Linked DNA regions of Mus musculus: regions 1, 2, 3 and 5 are each linked to region 4. Evidence: chromatin contacts called from public Hi-C and HiChIP or PLAC-seq data. All regions are on one chromosome and are shown on one strand. The core of a region is the stretch at or near the end of the contact, and the rest is flanking DNA. Distances in the headings are between cores, read along the strand shown. Region 1 overlaps Gm34112 (a long non-coding RNA gene). Region 2 overlaps Tshz2 (teashirt zinc finger family member 2). Region 3 overlaps Tshz2 (teashirt zinc finger family member 2). Region 4 holds the start of Tshz2 (teashirt zinc finger family member 2). Region 5 overlaps Tshz2 (teashirt zinc finger family member 2).

The links. A called contact is a pair of places that touch in the nucleus more often than the background predicts. HiChIP or PLAC-seq counts read pairs in DNA pulled down with a chosen protein or histone mark.
Region 1: a Hi-C map of the N1E-115 cell line shows a contact between it and region 4, with 3 times the contacts expected there. The contact joins the enhancer-like site here to the promoter of Tshz2 in region 4. A contact is called at or near these places in 5 of 39 promoter capture datasets (embryonic stem cells, epiblast stem cells, liver and 2 more), 8 of 484 Hi-C or Micro-C datasets (the N1E-115 cell line, embryonic fibroblasts, nephron progenitors and 2 more), 3 of 115 datasets of contacts at active chromatin or transcription factors (craniofacial prominence, embryonic stem cells and pancreatic cancer cells) and 1 of 9 other capture datasets (adipose tissue).
Region 2: a Hi-C map of Sertoli cells shows a contact between it and region 4, with 2.8 times the contacts expected there. The contact joins the enhancer-like site here to the promoter of Tshz2 in region 4. A contact is called at or near these places in 2 of 39 promoter capture datasets (embryonic stem cells and liver), 2 of 484 Hi-C or Micro-C datasets (Sertoli cells and cerebral cortex), 5 of 115 datasets of contacts at active chromatin or transcription factors (cardiomyocytes, embryonic forebrain, embryonic hindbrain and 2 more) and 1 of 9 other capture datasets (adipose tissue).
Region 3: a contact with region 4 is called in an H3K4me3 HiChIP or PLAC-seq map of neural progenitor cells, with 21 read pairs. The contact joins the enhancer-like site here to the promoter of Tshz2 in region 4. A contact is called at or near these places in 5 of 39 promoter capture datasets (embryonic stem cells, frontonasal cranial neural crest, liver and 2 more), 9 of 484 Hi-C or Micro-C datasets (cortical neurons, embryonic stem cells, liver and 4 more), 8 of 115 datasets of contacts at active chromatin or transcription factors (embryonic forebrain, embryonic hindbrain, embryonic limb bud and 5 more) and 3 of 9 other capture datasets (adipose tissue, liver and pancreatic islet).
Region 5: an H3K4me3 HiChIP or PLAC-seq map of neural progenitor cells shows a contact between it and region 4, with 30 read pairs. The contact joins the enhancer-like site here to the promoter of Tshz2 in region 4. A contact is called at or near these places in 5 of 39 promoter capture datasets (embryonic stem cells, liver, second pharyngeal arch cranial neural crest and 1 more), 9 of 484 Hi-C or Micro-C datasets (liver, muscle stem cells, nephron progenitors and 2 more), 9 of 115 datasets of contacts at active chromatin or transcription factors (embryonic basal ganglia, embryonic hindbrain, fetal liver and 6 more) and 3 of 9 other capture datasets (adipose tissue, liver and pancreatic islet).

The regions. Positions count from the first base shown.
Region 1 is chr2:169,480,852-169,483,551 of GRCm38.p6, reverse strand. All of the region lies in intron 1 of Gm34112 (a long non-coding RNA gene), which reads left to right. Gm14249 (predicted gene 14249) reads right to left here. Exons shown (of 7, transcript NR_166520.1): 3 at 1,076-1,146; 4 at 244-266. Among named protein-coding and RNA genes, the nearest start is that of Gm34112, 13 kb to the left of the region's middle. Within about 2 kb of position 1,286, at least 18 of the 459 cell types and tissues checked have an H3K27ac peak or open chromatin away from gene starts, as enhancers often do. A contact at or near this core is called in the N1E-115 cell line and adipose tissue, where this site is marked.
Region 2 is chr2:169,872,465-169,875,164 of GRCm38.p6, reverse strand. The region is part of intron 1 of Tshz2 (teashirt zinc finger family member 2); the gene reads right to left. Among named protein-coding and RNA genes, the nearest start is that of AY702102, 89 kb to the left of the region's middle. Within about 2 kb of position 1,269, at least 13 of the 459 cell types and tissues checked have an H3K27ac peak or open chromatin away from gene starts, as enhancers often do. A contact at or near this core is called in Sertoli cells, where this site is marked.
Region 3 is chr2:169,813,546-169,816,245 of GRCm38.p6, reverse strand. All of the region lies in intron 1 of Tshz2 (teashirt zinc finger family member 2), which reads right to left. Among named protein-coding and RNA genes, the nearest start is that of Gm34344, 150 kb to the right of the region's middle. Within about 2 kb of position 1,320, at least 21 of the 459 cell types and tissues checked have an H3K27ac peak or open chromatin away from gene starts, as enhancers often do. A contact at or near this core is called in neural progenitor cells and stem cell-derived neural progenitor cells, where this site is marked.
Region 4 is chr2:169,631,175-169,633,874 of GRCm38.p6, reverse strand. Tshz2 (teashirt zinc finger family member 2) reads right to left here and starts at 1,366. Exons shown (of 2, transcript NM_080455.3): 1 at 96-1,366. The coding sequence starts at 135.
Region 5 is chr2:169,789,178-169,791,877 of GRCm38.p6, reverse strand. The region is part of intron 1 of Tshz2 (teashirt zinc finger family member 2); the gene reads right to left. Among named protein-coding and RNA genes, the nearest start is that of Gm34344, 120 kb to the right of the region's middle. Within about 2 kb of position 1,262, at least 160 of the 459 cell types and tissues checked have an H3K27ac peak or open chromatin away from gene starts, as enhancers often do. A contact at or near this core is called in adipose tissue, embryonic basal ganglia, fibro-adipogenic progenitors and 9 more, where this site is marked.

The DNA.
Region 1 (2,700 bases), core at 37-2,536, 150 kb after region 4:
AAGATGATCTTAAACTGAAATAGCTTACTTCTCTCATTTGACATAAGAACTTGAATCAACTACAAATAAAATACAGATATATGTAAGTAAGAACACAAACAATGGCATGGGGGAGGATTTCCCTGGATCCTGCCAGTAGACATTTGGGAGTCAACAGAAGAGATGGCTCCACCTCTGCGTTTCTCTTTCTCAACACTCCGATAATCACAGGCGTCTTACCAACACATGGCTATCAAGTGTTACCTTTAGCTGGCCTCCTCGTTATCCTGAAAGAAGAAGAAAGGGAAGAGTCAATGTGAGGAACAGAGCAGTGGGCAGCCTCTACCCCAAATCTCACGAGAGAAATTAACTCCGAGAGCGTCTGAGATGGTTGGGTTCTGTCTCACATCTGGGAGCCCACAGCCATTCCAGCCTTGGCAGCTGCCTCTTCTACAGCACCCCTCATTAAGCAGGAGATGAAACATGCAAAGACACGGTACATGGACGTAGGGATCACACACAGCCTTTCTCCTCCATTTTGGAGTTCTTTCTTAGTGATAATGATGTGGATTATCTTGAAGCTGACCCACTCAATAAAATGCTTTGGGGAACTCATTGTCTATCATACCTCTAGAAATTTTTGATAGAAGATTCTGGGCCAGGGCCTGGAGGGATGGTCAAGCTATAAAGAGCATAGTCTATTCTTCTAGAGAACTGAAATGTCACCCCCAGGTCTCACATCAGGTGGTCTGCAAACACCTGTGATTCAAACAGGAAGGTCTCTGATGCCCCTGGGCCTCCACAGACATTCACTGTGTGTTGTGTGCATATATACACAGAGACATGCATACCTACACATAAATAAAAACAATAAAATAAATACATCTAAAAAAATAGCTTGCCCTATCTGTTTGTAAAGTATACAACGATAAGAGAAATAGGATCCTGGCTGTGACATTTCTGGAGGTCAACCCTGCTTGCCTTCCCATGTCAGGGGTTCTAGTCTGGTAATAGAGTCCATATACAGCACACATCAGGTTTCAGAGAAGCCCCTAGGACACCTTCGAGGGTAACCACTGTTAGCAGTAACACATACCTCTTTCAGTTCAGCAGTGTTGTCTTCGGGCTCTGGACTCCTTGGCTTCCTCACCCTCTGGCCTGTTTGCCCTGTGGAAGGTTCAAGTTCTCATCACAGATAACGAGGAAATGAGATTACGATGTTAGCTTTCTCTAGAGATAACAGCAGTCCAGGTCATAAAACTACCATATGGCAGTTTTGGCAGGCTCTGCCGAGTACCATGGACTAATTATCACATAGACAGACTCTGGTCCCCATTTGCCAGCGCCTCCGGGCCCCCTGTGGCAGGGCTTGGCAACCTGGCGGGGGTGAGAGGCTGTATTGTGTTTGGCAGGGACATGATGTGACCTTACTGTGGCCATTTCTATCATCTCTTAACATTTTGCTCGTGATTAAGCTTATCATTTCAAATAAACACAAAATGTCAGGTCTCTGGGTCTGCTTAACATAGAGAGCCAAAATAGACCTCTGTTTGATTTAAAGGGGGTCCGGGCCAAGAGAGCAATCTGATCAGTTCCCCCATCTGACTTTTATTAGAGCGATGGAAGAACGGGGGTGGGGGGGAGGGCAGCATCCTCGTTCCAATTGGATGGCTGCCACCAGCCAAACCCACTGTGCACAACCCACGACTCTTCGAAGACCTCTGGCTTAGTGACTCAGAGCAGTGGTCCTGGGTTGACCTTCCTGCTTGGTACCTGTGAGCCCTGAGTTACGTCAGTTGTGCTTTCTTTTTTCTGCATCAGGGAAGGGAAAGCATCCCTGGGACCATCCTGAAGAAATGCTCCCCGATAAGATGAGATTAAGGGCTTGTCAAAGTCCTCCTGGCCAGGTTTCCAGTCAGCACTGTCCTTCAGCAGACCTCTGGCTGTGCTCTGGTACTAGACACAGTCTATGGGAATGCCCGACCCCAGCCCCAGCAAGCATTGGCTCTTCTGGAAGGCACTGATGGGTAAAGAAATGGTCAAGGGAAGGAGATCTGTGAGGGTTCAACTGCAGAGGAGATGTGGTCATCTGGGTTTCCCACCAGAGCAGCTGGATACCTTCCCTCTCCTTCCTCCAGCCTTGCCTCTGGTTTGTGATTGCAGCATGCAGGATGGAATGAGTCAGTAGTCCACAGCCACAGATTCTAGGCAACTGTGGGGCTTAACTCAGAGCAGAAGTCAAAGTCTCCTCTTTCCTCCAAGCCCATTTATTGCTAGATTTATTTAATAAACATGAAAATGCCTGGCCTGCTTCCGGTCCACTCACCAGCTCGCCACAGAGACGCTTCTCTCCCCAGCTCGCTCTTTCTCAGTCCTCAAGCCAAATGTTCACGTTGCATTTCGAACAAGCTGCAGTCCTGGCCCTGCCTCTTCCTGAATTTTCTTATATTCCCTGACAGAGCAAGCCTCTTTCTCACTCCACTCAAATATCATTTCCTACTTAGCATTTACTTATTTATGTCCAAGGGGGTCCTTCCTCAGAAGATAAGCCAGAGACCCTGGTCACATGCCCCCAAAAGTAGAAAGCACCGAGGGCAAACAGCAGAGCCGGTGACTGCTAACTTCATCGCGCTGTAAGTTGCCCGCCCCCCCCGCTTCTGCTAGACACAAGCTCCATCAAAGTCTTGGATCTAGATTGATCAATGCAATTCCCACTAACCA
Region 2 (2,700 bases), core at 20-2,519, 240 kb before region 4:
CTAGGACCAGGCACCAGCCTAGGGTCAGGCACCAGCCTTGGACCAGGCACCAGCCTTGGGCCAGGCACCAGCCTAGGGCCAGGCACCAGCCTAGGGCCAGGCAGGCCGGGTCCAATCTGTCATATGTTTTTCCTGTGATCCTAGGGAATGTACCGATATTTTCAAAGATCTTCACCACTAACAGGGGAACAATAATAAGATCTAGTTTGTAAGGTGGTCAGGGTATCTGATCCCAGAAAGTTCATAAAACACTCAGATTGTAGTAGTCCTTCATCCTCTGAGCTCCACAGTAGACACCATAAGCAGCAGGAAGAATCTTAGGCTTCAACGTGACCTACACGTTGCAGCTAAAGTCAGTTTTCACCTACGTTTTCTGTAATTTTGAAATCTTCTCCGAAAGCAGCAAAACCCATGTGGTATTTGCATTTGCTACGAGACAGCTTTGTTATCACGTATATCTGAGAAGGTAGAGCCTCCTCCAAGGTGGGGCTTCGTATTCAACATGGAGTCATTTGTATTAGGCGCTGGAGGGATGTGTGCAGGGAGCCTCTGTAGTTGAAGGGACACTTAAGCACAGAACAGCATATTACATCATCTCTGCCATCCTTGAGAAGAAATAACTCGGCCCACTATCCACAAGAAAAAGGTCTCTGCTCGAAGCCTCAGGCTTCGCGTCAGGAGAGGTGACAATCGCTTGAAGCAGAAGAGGTTTCTGAGGAATTAAAAAAAAAAAAACACTTTATATTCCGCTACCTCAGGTTTCCGGCCAGTGTGTATTATTATGGTATGTATCTTAGTGACAATTTAAAAAAAGCAGAGTGAGAAAATATCCACGGAGAAGGGAAGCTAGTTCAGAAGCTTTCTGGTAACTCCAGTTTTGAAATCATTATGCTTAGAATACCCTCACCATAGAGACGGCCATCAATCAGGGACCGGGAGAGCGGGGAGAGATGAGAAACAAAACCGAGGTGAAGCAGTCACAGCAGGATTGATGCTTCCTCATTCAATGGAGAGGCAGAGGTTTTGACTGTGGAGTCTAACAACTGTTTGCAGGGAAATAGCATTACTTATCTTCTCTGCGTTCTCTCCCACACGGCTCTATAAATGCACATGCGTGCACACACAGCCATCACGCTTTTCAAGAAGGGAAGGAGTCTATCTCTTTTGTGCCAAGGAAAGGAACACCGACTCATTGTCCAGAATGACCTTTAGAAAGAGTGGGAGTGAGCGCACCATCTGTACTTCTTCGGGCTTTTCCCAGTTTACTTGAAATAACGTTCGCCCAGCACACCGCAGAATGTGAGGGTGACCCTCTTCCCTCCTGCCTGGCTTGAAGTCAAACAGCTCTTCTCTTCTTCTCTTGGCAAACGCCGCTTCTTTCTCTGAAATATTTCATGCAGATAATGGATAATGATCACTTCTCGTTGCCTTTTCTCGAAAACGTCTAACTGCATTAGCCAAGAACGGACCAACTTTAACCCACGTCTTTTGCTAAGTTCGTGGCTGTGACCACTTCCCATTAAGGAAAGAAAGAAAAGGAGAAGAAAGTCCGCCGTTGCCTCTCAGAAGCTAAATTGGTGTTGTCAGGGAACCGGCAGGTTCTCGTGTTTCGGGTGAAGAGTATTTGCTGTCTCTTGAGTCAGAGAAGTCCAGGGTGGAAAGTTGTTCCGTGGAGCAATGCCAAGTCGGGAGACAGGAAAGAGTGCGCTGGTCCTGGGAATTCTTTCATGCCATCATGCTTGATGCTGAGAGGGGACCTTCCACCCCTTCCTTTCTATGTTGCATGCAGTCTTCACCGCGACCAGCCCACCAACACAGAATTCCTCCCCACAGCACCCGCTTGGAAACCTAGCTACACGCCTATCGTTGAGCGTGCGTACGGTTGACTGTGAGGGGAGAGCATCAGCTTCAGGCTCTCAGGACCTGCTCTCCCTCTTGCATCAATTCTCAAGAAGACAGTTAGCAGAGACTCGAGCATCTTCACTGTGTGGGCACTCAGCATCCCGGATGCTTGTTTCCTGACTTAAAACGGTCCTGATGTTTAGGTTCTGTGGGGCACCAACCTACACATAAGACCGTTGGTGTAAAGTCTTTAATGTGTGGCACATCATTTGGTCTTCACAATAGCTCTATCTGCCTTTTAGTTTCCTTTTAGTACGGATGATGAAACAGAATCTAGGGGATGCTAATAGCATCCTCCGGGTTACAAGGCTGGGCAGGAGATTGAGTCTGTACCTGCTGGATTCTAGGTTCTATGTTGGGGTCCTTCCTGTATCTCCCTCTCTGGACCTAATCCATCCCTCCTGGTTGTTTTCTCCCCAGATCTTTCTGTTGCCGATACAGTTTGTATGTGCACCTGTGTGGTTGCAGGCACAAGCGTATGTGCCTATGGCGGGTGGGCAATGGCAACGTTAGGCATCGTCTTCTGTTTCTCTCTATCTTTATGAAGTTATTTTCTGGCGGTTGATATCTCTAGATGACCTGTAGCTCCAGGGGCCAGGTGTGTCCCCAACACACTCTCAGCACCCCTAGCCTGGAGTCATCTTTCTCTCAGGGGCCATGTAGTAAAGTCTGAAGACTTTCTTGTTTCCCCTCCCCCGCAGCATAGTCCCATACAGCCATAGTTTTGAACTGTGGCAATGAAGACCATCTGAAGCTTTGGATTGAGGGCGAGGAAGGGAGTGATCCTTGGTGCCTGTA
Region 3 (2,700 bases), core at 71-2,570, 180 kb before region 4:
TTTCAAGAAAGGAGCGGTATGTATGAGGGATCCAACTTAACAGGTCAGGAGATAATGGCAGCTGAGGGGTCCCATGTAGTTAGAAGCAAAAGCCAACATTCCTGAAGCTATAAACCCAGCAGTGTGCGGAGACATGAAACAGTGGAATGAATGCTAAATTCCCATTTCACAGATGAGCAAGTAGAGACTCAGAGAGGGAGAGAGAATGCCAGGGCAAGATGGGCAAGTAGCCACTTCTACACTGGGTGCACAGGGACACTATCTGGGGATCACGGTATGGAAGGGCACTAGTCTTCATTTTCATTTCCTTCAAAATCACAGAAGTGGAGCCTGCAAAAGCAGCTGCTTACACATAAAGCACCAATTAATTTTTCCTTATACTGGTATCACTATAAAACCCCTTATCTCTTTGTCCCTCTCTGTCTGTCTTCTATATTTATCTATCTAACTAATCATAGACAGGGTCTTATGTAGTCCAAGCTGGCTACAAAGTCCCTATGTAGCCAAGAATGGCTTTGAACTTTGGCTCCTCCTGCCTCAGTTTTCTGTGTGCTGTGAAGACAGGCGTGTGCCAACATACTTAGTTTATGTAGTGCTGTGGATTGAACCACTCTTCATGTATTCTAGGCTAAGCAGTCTAACGTCTGAGCCATATCCCTGGCATCATCGTCATCATCACCATCACCATCACCATCAGCCCATCACCCACCTGCCAATTGTCTCACAGAAGTCAAAATGCTGCCCTAAGAGACCTGAGCATCATGTAGAAGAGAATTGAACACCATGCTTAAAGCCTTGCCCAAAAGTGATCAGAGGACCAGTTTCACATCTGGGAGCTCCTGGGAGCTGTGGAATCTCAGGGTACAGCAGGCTTGCTGCTGCGCAAGTCCTTTTGTCTTAATGACATCTCCAGGTGATTCAATTGCATGCTAAAATCTGGGCTGTCCTTGTCTGAAACACTGGCTACCAGGCGACACTAAACCCTGCCATTCACTTAAACCACAACAGTGTTAAGCTACGCTGGCCCCCAGAGTTGCCTGGGCTAACAAAAACCCCTGTTCTCCACACTGGGCTGGGGCAACCCGGGTCCCTCTGCGAGGCAGGGCACACAGGCCCCGGGAGCATAAGTGGAGAAATGTGCTCCTAGGTAAAACAGTGTTGGGGATAGCAATGTTAAGCTGTGGGTACTCTGTTAGCCTTGACTTACGCCTGAGAGACGCTTAGTGAGTTTGCACGGGTCATGGCCACCTACTACAGTAATCAAAGCTGAACGGAAGACGCTGGGCCTGAGAGGAAGCGCTCTGCCAAGTTCTGCGTGGGCTTTTCACTATTATAATGATGTTCCCTAGCAACCCCCAATTAAGAAGTCCCCAGAAACCTTCCCACCAGACCCTGCACTGGGGACTGGGGGAAATGAGTCCAGTCAACTCCTTCCCAGAGGGATCTGTGGCTGTTCCTTTGACACCAGCTGCTTAGTGGCATCCGGTGGCTTTTTAAGTGAAGGCAAGGAGCTACTGCAGTCTGGGGGGGGGTCGTTGAAGCCTTTTGGGGAGCAATTGATGATTAGAGGGGGGAAGGTGAATGAAGGAAAGAGAGAGGAAAGAGAGACCAGAGACCCAAATAGAAAAGCTCATAGATGCCACATGAGTTAATAAACAGATGGCCCACCTGTTACCAGAAGCCAGCGAATCAAAGATCAGCAGGAGGCTGGCTCTCTGTCTAGCAAATGTTGACTCTCTAGAGCAAAGGCTGTGTGAAGCTTTCTCTGTCTCTCTCTGTCTGTCTCTGTCTTTGTCTGTCTGTCCCTGTCTGTCTGTCTGTCTCTCTTCTCTCTCTTTCTGTCTCTGTGTCTCTCGGTATCTCTCTCTGCCTCTGCCTCTGTCTCTGCTTCCTAGATGCAGATGAGACGAAGTGGAAGCCCTCAGCCTCCTTGCGTCTGCTACCACACCTTCCCAGCCGTGATGGACTCAGTCCCGGGATCATAACCAAGTGAGCTCTTCTTCCTCAGTTTCCGCTGGTCACAGTGTTCTGTCACTGTCGTGGAGAGCACTTAACACAGCACCAGGTGCCTGAACTGACCTTAAGAGACAGTAAACCCAAGGATCTGTCATGTGACTCAAGGATCTGTCATGTGACCCAAGGATCTGTCATGTGACTCAAGTTTCATCAGGACTCATCGTGAGTGGTGAGTGAAAACGATCCGCCATGAGAGTCTGGAACCCTTATTATATGTTATACTAGATACATTATAATATATAGTTATATTATATATTACATAAAAAGGAGGGAGTTGGGGACCCCAGACTTATGAGCAGTTGGCAGCAGAGGTTGGAGCTCAAAAGTTCTTCCCTGGGCTTCAGTGCCGCACTGGCACTGGCCTGTCATATATACCTACACGCCTGGTCTGCCTGTTTATGCATTATTGTTTTACAGTCCTCACAAGCGCTCTAGAAGTGTCCATTGCTTCGTAGAACCGAGCAATCCTCTATCGTGGATGCCTGCAAGGCTTTACTGACTGTCTTGAAAGCCATTCACGGCTGCCTCTGCCTAGGCTGTGATGGGGAAGGCAGAGACTACGGCAGCAAAGCTTTGTAGCCTCCAGTTATACTTCCTTGTTCTGAGACCCAGGCAGCCCCTGAGACGGGAGCTGTCATTATGCTATCATCCAGAAGAGAGAACTGAGTCTTACCACAGAAACGC
Region 4 (2,700 bases), core at 117-2,616:
GGCGTCCCCGCCAGCCCCAGGCCAGGAGGGCGGGCGGGCGAGCCGCTGTGCGCCGGGCTCAGGGGCCGGGCACCCGGAGCGGAGCCATCTCTTACCTGCCGCCCGCTTGGGTGCCTGCTGTTTCCTCCTTGGCATCGCTCTACTTAGCTCCAGTCTCACTTCTGGCGCCCCAGCCCCGAGCCGCGCGCGGGGGCCGCAGTCTCGCTCGTCTTTCTGTGGCTCCTAGGACGTCACTCGGCCTCTGTCCCCCTGAAGATCCCCCTGCCAGCGCTCCAGCGCGGGGCCGGAGACCCCCTCTCTGGGTGGCAGATATGTGGCTCGCGCCTGCTGCTTGCAAGTGGAGGTTGGTTCTGCCTTGTTTGTTTGTTTGGTTTTTTTTCCCCCTCTCTTTTTGTTTTGCTTTTGGATTTTTTTCTTTTTTTGGTTTTGCTTTTTGCTGTTTTTTTGGTGACTGGTGAGACACTTGATTTCTTTATTAAACATCCAAGACGGGGTTCAGATGGCAGGGATGAGGGGCGCACACGCGCCACGCGCACACTCGCGCTTAAAGATAAGGGGGGAAACAATCCCGGGAAGACAGTGGATTTCTTCTTTTTCTTCTTCCTTCTCTTTCCCTCCTCCTCTTCTTCCTCCTCTTCCTCCACCTCCTCTTCCTTTACCACCTCCTCCTTCTCCTCCTTCTCCTTCTCCTCCTTCTCCTCCTCCTCCTCCTCCTCTTCCTCCTCCTCTTCCTCTTCTTCCTCCTCCTCCTCTTCCCTGATCTTGATGGCGGATTCGCGCTGGGGAGAGATCACTCACTGTAGGTTTGTTGTTGCTGTCAGATCCCCGTCTGTGAGTGATATGCGAGAGGACAGGAGCGGGTTTGGGAAAGACAGAAAATCTGGAATTCACTCACACACACACACACACACACACACACACACACACACACACACACACACACACCACACATACGCACACGCACGCTCGCTCTCACACACAAGCACTCTCGCTTACACACACACACACACACACACACACACTTACACTCACACTCCCCACATATGCTCTCTCTTACACACACACACACACACACACACACACACACACACACACACACACACACTCACACACACACAAGACAGGGCGAGGCGATGCCAGCAAACATCGATCCCGGCTGAACAAACTGAACATTAACAAACTCCTCCTCTTCTCCCTGCGACCTGATGACAGGGAGAAATTTACTCCCCAGCCGCAGAGCGCCAGGCAGAGGGAGTCTATTAAAGGGACAGTGTCCCGCCTGGGAGAGGAGCTGGAGAAAGAGGACCCAGCCGGCTTGGCTGCAGCCCTGGAGGCACCCACCTCCTCCTCACTGGGGCAGTGGAGTGTCCGCCTGTCTAGATGCCCCTCCAAGAGGAAGAAAAGGGGGAGTGGGAAGGAAGGGGGCGGGGCTCTGGCAGAGTTGGAGACAGTTAGAGTTGGAGATTAGAAGGGGACAATCTAGGTTTGCTTGGGAGACAGATTAGGGGGATGGGACTATATCCAGTCTCAACCTGTTCTCCAGCAAATAACCTCCTCTCACTATGTAAGTTCACATTGCTTTAACTTCCACCTTCTTGGAGTATTGGGATTTTTTTTTAAACTTCTGCTTCCTGGGCAGACTAATTACATAACCTTCATTGTGTTTCCTTCCAATGCTGATATTTATTGAGCACCTATGGTGCACCTGTTATACAGTCACCACAGTGACAGAGAGTGGGGAAGTCCAGATTGTGGCTGTTATCAAGGGTGAGAGGAACAACATCTGAAACAACTTGCCCCCTGGTGGTGTTCAGTCACTTCCCAGAGGTCTACCTTGCTGAAAATTTGATGTCCACCTTTCTCTATTTGCTTTCTCCGCTGGGCTCATCAAGGAAGGTGGATGCTGTGCACAGCTCGCTCTTTGGGTAATTGCCTCAGATCTCACTAGAGTATAAGTTCTTAGGGAGTTGTGCCCTCGTTTATCGTATTCTATCTCCCAATGGTGCCAAACAGAAAACATAGAGCTCCACCCCCAATAGTGCAATAAATGAAGAGGAAGCAGGGCATGCTGGGAGTACAACTTCAGAGTGGCCCGGATTGGTTAAAACTGAGTGTTGTTTTGGGGCTGAAAGAGGAGTCCATTCTGGAGAGTCTATTGTAGCTGAACCCGGTCTCCCTGGGTACCACTGCACACGGGGAGGTAGGTACCTTTCAGCACGTGTGAACAGGATGACCCTGTCCTGAAGACGCTTTCCTTCCTTCCAGTTGGGTAGAAAGTCAATGACAAGTGGGAAGGCAGCGGAAGGAGGTAGAGCTAGGAGCCTAATGAACCTGATACTGGGCATTGAACTCAGGGCACCGTACATACTGGGCAGGCAAGACATCATACATGCTGGACAGGCAAGGCACAATGCATGCTGGGTAGGCAAGGCATAATGCATGCTGGGTAGGCAAGGCATCATACATGCTGGGTAGGCAAGGCATCATACATGCTGGGCAGGCAGTCTATCACTAAACTATGTTTCTGATCCTCTTCATTTTTTTCTTAAATGTTGAGACAGAGGTCTTGCTAAGTTATTCAGGCTGACCTTGAACTCATTCTTAGATAGGTCTTCAAACTTGGGATCTTCTGGTCTCAGGCTCCTGAGTAGCTGGGCTGATAGGCCTGAGACACAGACTGTCATGAATCTGGAGTATGAA
Region 5 (2,700 bases), core at 13-2,512, 160 kb before region 4:
CATCCCAGACTTACAAACACTCACAAAGGCCTTACTGCGCAATGACTCTTTGGCTAAGAGCAGAGGCCCCAGAACTAAACAGCCTGACTTTGAAGCCCAACCTGGCCACAGAGGACACCTTGCGGTTTGGAACTGCACAGCCCTGAATATCAGTGCCACCTGCTAAAAGTAAAGAAGCCAGCCATCTGAGAATGGTAGTGAAGGTTAAACTGAGACACAGAAGAGTTGGCAAGATGGTTTATAGGGTAAAGGCGCTTGCAGCCAAGCCTGATGACCTGAGATCAAATCCCCAGTGCCTACTTTGTATACTGAATGTTGTTTTCTAACCTCTATAAGTGTGCTCACACACACACACAAACACACACACACACACACACATGCACGCACATACAAACACATACACACACACACTGTAATGTAAAAACAATAAGATAAAAAGAAGTTACTTAAAATAGCACAAAGTTAGCACTAGAGAGTAACTTGTTTTTATCGCTTTGATACCATCCATGGGGGCAGGAGAAGGGAAGTTTCCCATTTCGGGAAGAAAAAAGAAACAACAAAAAAACCTGATAAGCCAGGAGTCTGTTTCCTGGTCCCTGGAGCCATTTGGTGGTAGAGATGGTGCCAAAAGGAGAGATGCACTTAGAAGATATACTTGGGCACTTTCCGAGTGCGCTTCTGCAAACAGGATGCTGTAAATGTCTCCTTGGGGGACGAGCCTGCCAGCAGGTCTCGGTTTCCACTTGTGATTTACAGAGTCCTTTCCTCTAGTTCAGATAGGTTTTCCTGCCTGCCCTCTGTGCAGATCTTACTTCAAGTCCAGCCCCATCCAGTACAGAACGTGTCTCCCCACCCTCAGGCGAGGGATGCATAGCAGGAGTATCAAAGAGGTTTCCTGTTCCAGTTTCCTCCTTGGCACCCCTGCCAGGCGGAAATCTCTTAAGGCCTTACTTAGCATGCACCGGCAAGAGCTGAGCCAGGGCAAGCGGCACAGCTACTGGCACTGGCTCCTCCTATCCGCCCTCCCTCCCTTTCTCTCCGCCCCTTTGCTTTCTCCCTTCTCCCAGGTTTCCGCTGACAGTAAGTGCACTCGGGTTACACACAGCTTTCTTTGGAAAGCCCCCTTTTTAATGATCTGGCAGCCCAGGAAAAAAAAAAAAAGAAAGAAAGAAAGAAAAAAAATTCAATCGCTCTTCCCACAGCTTCCGCAAGCCCCAGTGATAAATGACACCTGTCATTCTGTCACAGACAAGCAGCACAGACTGAGATGTCAGTGATGTATGGCTCACTAGAACAGGAAATCAACTTTTCTCCCCCCAAAGGGGGAAAAAATCTAAAAGAGCTGACCAGAACATTGTCAGGAATCAGTTTTGCCTCCCAGACAGATGGGAAAGGAGACGGGAAAAGTTTGAACTTAGGAAAGGAAAAAAAAAAATCAGATCAAAACAAGAGGAATAGTGTCTGGAGAGAAGCTGGCATCCAGTGGGCCACACCGTGTGCGGGCATGGCTGAGGTCTTTGTAGCACACAGGGCATGGACCAAGTGTTCACCTCTGTTGGCGCCTGAGGGAGGGAAGGGTGAATCTCACCCTGTGAGATTCTATTCTCCTTAGGAGTCTCACCGGGGTGGGGAGGGGTTGGGGTTGGGGGTGGGTTGGGGGCCTGGGGGGTGAGGGGTATGGGGGGGGAGAAGTGAGTCAAGTCAGAGATTTGTTTGCTAAGCACAAAGTAGCCAGTTTTACACAGCTCCCAAGGGAAGACAATAACATTCCCAATGGCTGCTCTCCCCGGTATTCCCACTTCACAGAGATTGTCACCTGAAGAACAGCAAGGTCTCATGCGATGACAGTCATGGGGAGGCGCAGGAATGGCTTCCCTACCTTTCTCCTCATTTTCCCACCCTCTTCTCATCCCATCATCCACACATGTTAAATTCAAAACCATCCATTATCAAGCTGTATCATTTCTATACACTCGAGGCTCTGACTGGAAAAGACAAACTCAGCCACATCTGACTGATACTGAACAGTTGGGCTTATACTTTTGTGCTAAACTCACAACAGAAAATTAAGACACAGACAAGTAGTTTATTCCTATGTGGGATGTCTAAGAATCGGTGTGTCATCACCTGGGATAGGGTAGGTGACATGTTGAGTAGGCACCCTGGTTTCCACCCACTGAGACCTGAAAGCACTTCACACCAGTGAGACCAAGAAAAAATTTCCCTGGGTGTCTCTGGACATCCACTGCGAAACAGTTGCCCCAATTGAGAACCCTTATCTTAAAAATCTGAAATCAAACAACCTAGAAAAGATTATGTTCCAGGGATGAGTTGAAGTTGGCATGCTAAGCAGTCTGATATAGAAAAATGCTCAAAGATTGTCCCAAAGATACACTAACTTTCCCAGGTTTTCACAAACATTTCTATTTAAGCTTTGTAACAACCAAAAAGTCCAGTTGCCATTTGTTTTGCATGTATCTTCTGTATAGATGGGACAGAACTGGATACCGCAGAGGGAAGTAGGCTTAAAGCAGGCAAAATGATTCACAGGGGCCGGGGAGATAGCTCTGCCATCAAACTGCTTGCCGTGTAAGCAGAAGACCCTGTTTGGATCTCCAGAGCCATGGGCATTGGTGGCACACACCTCTGATCTCTTGTGAAACAAAGGCATGCAGATCTCTGGGACTCAGTCCAGGATCA